Linked DNA regions of Mus musculus: region 1 is linked to region 2. A link is a contact called in public HiChIP or PLAC-seq data. All regions are on one chromosome and are shown on one strand. Each heading gives the region's core, a stretch centred on a gene start, on an enhancer-like site or on the middle of the called end of the contact. The rest is flanking DNA. Distances are from core to core; before and after follow the strand shown.

The links. HiChIP or PLAC-seq counts read pairs in DNA pulled down with a chosen protein or histone mark.
Region 1: an H3K27ac HiChIP or PLAC-seq map of acute myeloid leukemia shows a contact between it and region 2, with 3 times the contacts expected there. The contact joins two enhancer-like sites. A contact is called at or near these places in 2 of 39 promoter capture datasets (both in embryonic stem cells), 2 of 484 Hi-C or Micro-C datasets (nephron progenitors and trophoblast stem cells), 6 of 115 datasets of contacts at active chromatin or transcription factors (the HPC-7 cell line, T-cell acute lymphoblastic leukemia, acute myeloid leukemia and 3 more) and 3 of 9 other capture datasets (adipose tissue, embryonic stem cells and liver).

Annotation. Positions count from the first base shown.
Region 1 is chr10:117,434,230-117,437,149 of GRCm38.p6, reverse strand. No RefSeq gene overlaps it. Among named protein-coding and RNA genes, the nearest start is that of Gm32141, 12 kb to the left of the region's middle. Within about 2 kb of position 1,584, at least 152 of the 459 cell types and tissues checked have an H3K27ac peak or open chromatin away from gene starts, as enhancers often do. A contact at or near this core is called in the HPC-7 cell line, acute myeloid leukemia, adipose tissue and 1 more, where this site is marked.
Region 2 is chr10:117,300,670-117,303,854 of GRCm38.p6, reverse strand. No RefSeq gene overlaps it. Among named protein-coding and RNA genes, the nearest start is that of Lyz1, 9.4 kb to the right of the region's middle. Within about 2 kb of position 1,859, at least 49 of the 459 cell types and tissues checked have an H3K27ac peak or open chromatin away from gene starts, as enhancers often do. A contact at or near this core is called in the HPC-7 cell line, acute myeloid leukemia, adipose tissue and 1 more, where this site is marked.

The DNA of each region.
Region 1 (2,920 bases), core at 335-2,834, 130 kb before region 2:
ACCACCACCGTGGGCACCTGGAAGGGCTGCTGTGAGCGCATAAAAGCCAGCTCAGCTGGACACCAGGCTTAGAGATGGCTGCCCACGGGGCTGGATGGAAATGTAAAGGCCAAGTGGAAATTACAAACCCAACCGTGAGAGGCAGCCAGAGGGGGCTGGGAGTGGGGACGAGGGCGCTATTTTAGGTCTAATGAGAGGAGAATTTGAAGCAGAAAGGGCAGGACACATTTGGACAGTAGGTGGCGCAATATCGTCCTCGTGTTGCTAAGAATTAGACCTGGAGGTGATGAGAGGAGTCAGGTAATCCAGGAGCAAACTCAATAGACAATTGCCGTGGAATGCATACATTTACACACACACACACACACACACACACACACACACACACACACACACACACACACACAGAGAGATATGCTTAGAAACCTGTGGATAGAAGTAACAACCCTACTGTAAAACTTGAATGCATTAATGCTCTCAGTGTAATTGTCCCCTATCCCTCCACGATGTTCCCCGGAAGTGCTCTGTCTACTCAACAATGGACCAAAGTGCTGACTGAGTGCATCACATCCCAGACACTTGCTGTTGACACAGGAGAGTCCTGTGCTCCAGGTCCTCTCTGAAGGGTGTGCCCTTTAACGGAGAGAGGACCTCATTCTTGGTGCAGCCACCATGCCATGGAAAACAGATGCCCATAGCCGGGGAAACCTGGCTGGCTTGAGGACCGCCCTGGCTTTGTTCTGGAATGGGTGGAGGTTTGCTTCAGCAAGAGTTTGGGTTCTTCTACTTGAGATGCTGGCGATACGGAAGAATCCAGAGAGGACAGAGGGAGTTTGGGAGAACAAGGCTTGCCCTTCTGGGACAGATGGCCAAAGGCCAGCCACAGCAAGGAGATTTGATCCAGTGTTAGACCTGCCGCTCAAAGGCTAAACAGAGCGTGGGACCCCTAACGGCAGAACCTGGACTAAATGGTAGGTAACCAGGCATCTTGTGAAAACGCAGAGTGGGTGAGCCAGGTAGTTCAATTTTAAACTGAAGCAAGGAGCTCAAGAACTAGACGTGTCCTCAGAGAGAAGCGAGTGTTTAGCAGTTCCTGGAGTATCTAAAGGAGGCCGATGCAGAGCAGAACAACGTGGATTATTCAAGAGATCTAGAAAAGGAAGGTGTCAGCATAGTGCCGCGTGTGTGCGTGCAGCAGCATCACCAGAGAGCTGGGCCGGCGCCACATTCTGGGCTCTTGTAACTGTATTAGCCTTGTGCACTATGCACAGAGCAGACGGAAAACTGCCCCGAGGACTTGAAATTAATCTGTGTGGAATAAACATATTACACTGGATGCTCACAGGTACACGGTCAGTTCAGATAGGTAAGGCAGGCAGTACAGAGGCCAGCAAGATCAGAACTGGGGGAGGGCATCAACAAATCCAGAAAATATGAATCCAGTGTGGGGACGCGGACCTGCCCTTCCCCTTTGCTTGTATGTCACAAAAACTGCACGTTTCCTGATCACAGAGACACCCTCTTCCGACCTCAGCTTGCGGTGAGGACGTGGACTACCACACGGTGGCGCTGCCGTCTAATCGTTTGTCTCTTAGGTCATCCCGTTTGTCGTGATGGCCACCACGTGTGCGTTGACCGCCTCTTCTTCTTGTTAGCTTACAGGCTAAACGAGATCTGGGAGCCACCATGAAAGGGAGAATTCTCCCTGATGGAGTCGCAAGATTCCGGCCCTCGTCGCAGTGACATTTTTCTCTCATTGGTATGCGTGCTCTTCAGTCCCTCGGGACATTTCAATGATAGAGGTCAGCACAATCAACAAAGTCATATACTGTCACTGCTGAGGTCAGATTCCGGGCCACGGGAAGGCCTTCGGGTCATTTTTATTTACTCTGTCTCTTTGTTAGCGCAGAATTCTGAAGCTCTTACTGAGCTGACCCTGGTTGAGAGCATCGTGGCTTGACTTCCTCTTCTGCCCAGTCTTGCAGCTGATCCTGAGGGTACTCTTTAATAAGCACACTGAAAACAAGTCTGAAGCACCGCCATTATTTGAGAGAATGAAGTCAACACTCAAAGAGAAGCGGAAACCAGAGAGAGAGAGGCTGGGCACAGTCAACCGGAGAGCCAACTCTAATGCAGGCTTCCTGTGGTTTGACTTGTAACAACCAGATGGTTCACGTTTGAAAATATTCTGTCTCCAGGCTGGTTTGAGCCGGCTCTTTAAACAGATAAGAGGCGTCTGAACACACTGTATGGGCTATTCTTAAATATTAGTTTAAAGGATCCCTCGATTTAGACAGCTTGTTGAAATTCTTGTCTGATAGCACATACAAGCTACTTGAACATTCTGCATTTTGATTTCTTTTATTTTCTTTAAACTTTTTTATTATTAATTAACTTACTCATCTGTGTTGAGCCAGGGTCTCAAGTACCCCAGGCTGGCCTTGGACTTTCTATATAGCTGAGGATGGCCTGGATCTTCGGATCCTCCTGCGTGCTGGGATTACCGGCACGTGCGACCATACCTGCTTTCTGGAGAATAGGGAATTGAGCTGTGGACTTTGCACAAATTTAGCAAGCACTCTGCCAGCTCCCCCAACCCCAACCCCAACCCCTCACCCCAGCCTTGCTTGGTTTCTTCAGTGCTGAATTAACACTAGCAAGGACCTACTTCATGGCACTATTGGACGAATTAGATGAAGAAATACACGCAGGTTGCCTGGAACAGGGCTGGACACATTAGGAACCTCTTCAAGTTATTGGCTCCAGGTTCAGGTCACCCGTTACCTGGGACTTTCTAAGAAATACCTTTGCTGCTCTGAGGATTGGTAAAATCATGGCAAAAGATGACCAAGAACTCGTCTGGAGTTCCAGGAGGCGAATGCCTAAGGGAGCGAACTCAGTAGCAAGACCGAGGGACTCT
Region 2 (3,185 bases), core at 610-3,109:
GAACCACTTCTCTGACCTTACTCTTCTACAGAGGTCTTATACATGGTCCAGGCAGTTATATGATTATGCATCATTACCTTACTAAGAAGGACTTATGCTAATCATAATGTCAGAGAGTTTTCATCATTATCTTTGTCTCTTAGTGTTGCCCCTGAGGTTGTAATGGAGGACACCCTATAGTCAGTGTCTGAACCTACACTTGCTGGTGAAAAGTCTCAAGCTCTTAAGCCCAAACCAATGGCCTCCCTCGGGGTATGCACCATGCAGTGGACAGCAGTGGAAAAGAAATGGCCAGGCTTGCTACCCCTGGGTCAAAGCCTGTCAAGAGTTCTTTGGATGGTTTCCCTGCCTGTTCTTTTCTCCTAATAAGGGCAACACTGCCATAACTATTTCCCAAACTACACTCTCAGTAGAGATTAAAGGAGTCCTAAGAGTCTCACTCTCTGTGTGTTATGCATGCTACTTCCCTCACATAATGTACTTCAAGGACCCATGCTGCCACCATAGGACTGACTGCCTTACATTCTGGATCTGCCATCTGCTAAGTTTTATGGTGGCTCCTTTGATCAACCCTCCTTTGAGGTGCTCTGCCTGCTGCTCCTTCTGTATCATCTTTGCCAGCTTGGAAACAATTAGGGCTTTCTCCAAACCTTTAACATTTAGGATGACCTTGGGGAAATGAGGGACTAGGAGTTAGACAGATTCCCTAATGGGCAGACGGATAGGGAGAGGGGCTGTGTCTAGGTCATGAAGATGGTGAACTTCTAAGATGGCCAACTTCTTCCTTACCCTCCTGACCTGAGACAAAAGCCAGCAGCTTAAAACAAAGACCTTATGGGCTTTTCTTCTGCCAATAGGGCTTCTACTGATGGACTGGCCCAAAAAGTTCAAAGGCCACATTAGGACATGCTTATACAACAGTTTGAAGCAAATCTTTCTTCAAACTGTCTAATCCTAAATTAGGGGAAGAAGACCCTTCAAAGACTTAAAATGAAAAGCCCTCAAGGAGAGGCTAGACTTCAGCTTCCCAAGTCCCCAGGCTGTTTTCTAGAGGATCTTTTCTCTCTGTGTGCCTGCTGTATGTGTGTGTTTCCTCACCCTAATAAAAACATCTGACCTCTAGAAAAGTTTTTTTAAAAAATGTATAAATGGTGCTGTGTTTGTGAGTTCAATTTCCACTTGACTAAGATATAGACTGTCCCATGCAAGCAACGAGACACCTCCAAGAGCTGTAGGAGAGAGGAAGAGTGGAATAACACAGTCAAAGTAAACACCTGACTAGAGCTATCGATAGCTCAGTGGTGGTTTGCTTGCCCAGTGTCTGTGGGGACCTGTGCTCCATCCCAAGAATATGAAAACAAAGAACTTTAAATTCTCCTGATCATCATTGATCAATTAACTTAAATGTCCAAAAGGAAGAGGGGACTGTCTTCTTTTGTATGAGTAGATACAAATTACTGTTGCTAAGAAGTTGGGCTGAGGCTGTGGCTCTGTGGTATAATGGGTGTTGAGAATGAACAAAATTGGATTTGATGCCCAGGACCAAGCAAAGGGGGAAAGAAAAGAAGTTAAAGCACTTTATGTTTCTAAATTTGACTTTCCTCAATCTTCCCTCTTATTACAACTCATTTGGAAGTTGAAATAAGCAATTTTTAGTTCAAAGAATGTGAATTTAATGAGTATACCATTGTGTAGACACAAGTGGAAACATTATGTGGAACTTCAGATACAAAGATCACATTGAATACAGAAATGAAATCTTGAAAACAGGAAACAAAAATGGGAACACTTAAGATCTTTGCAAATAAGACTGGATTTCATAACATGTTGGAAATTTTACTTAGAGATTGCACGATAATTTCCCAATTATATTTCTTGATGTGTAATACCCAGTCATTGTGTAAGTTCAGAAGTGGATCTTATGACATAACCAAAGTAGGAAGGAAACATCTGAGTATAATGTACAAAGAGGAAAACTTTCAGCCAATTTGCTTTGGTCCTGAAAGCTTAAGATAACAAAAACAATGGAGAATTGAGGAAGTGCTCATAAAGAAAGGTGTAATGCTCTGATGAGTTTATCAACAGCAGGGATATCTATTCACAAGTTCTTTCCAGATGCTTAGTGGTATTCTCTACACTAGACAAACAACTTAAAAGAAAAGTCAAGCTTAGGTTTTAAAAAAAATTTTTTTTAGATGTATCTTTGTTATTTTCTGTGTGGGAGTGCTTTGCCTGCACATATGTCTGTGCACTATGAGAGCCATCTACCCTTAGAGGTCAGAGTCTCTGGGACTGGAGTTACAGAAGGGTGTGAGCCATCGTGTGGGTGGTGGGGATTGAACCCTGTTTCTCTGCAAGAGAAGCAAGTGTTCTTAACCACAGAGCCAACTCTTCATCCTGAAAACTCACGTCTTTACATATATATATACATACATATATACAATAGATATATTGATAGGTGGATAAGTAGATACAGGTAGATATAGAGCTAGCTTAGCTAGCTATAGAGCTATATAGATATTGATAGATATAGTATGCAGAATGGTGTCAGGAACAGAAAAGGGTGCCTTACAGTGTGTAGGGTGAGAATTGGGATGGATAAATAGACACCTTACGTGTGTCAAGGATTAGAATTGAGTCCCTAAAGAACATATTCCCCTTTCAGTTCTATTTTTACAAGGATGTGTGGTAGATACAAAAGAGAAATGAAATGACCTGAATCTAAACCTGAGCCACTTACAGCGTTTCTTTGGGTATGACACTTTACACGCCACCCCTCCCCACAGCGTACTACTATTCATCTGTAAAATGTCTATTTATGCATATGACTTGTGAGAATTTTAAAGTTTAAGTGATTGCTCCTTTGAACACTTGATAGTTAAAGGTATTGCTTCTCTTTCATTTATAATCATATAGTCTAGATAATGACCAACTCTTGATGATACACTTTAAGAAATGTCTCCTGGTGCCTCTTATCCCTTCCCATAGCCTAATATTCTCCAGCACCCAGATATGTCAGGTATATAGCTGCTCTCTTAGAGTCCAATTATACATGATTTTTTAGGAAAAAGTTTGAGCCTATCACTCCCCAGTTTATTGTTCATAAATAGCTTCTGCTTGTCCCTGGGGTTAAGTCGTAGATTCCATTGCTTTGGGGATTCAGTAGTTAGGTCTGCCCCTGTCCC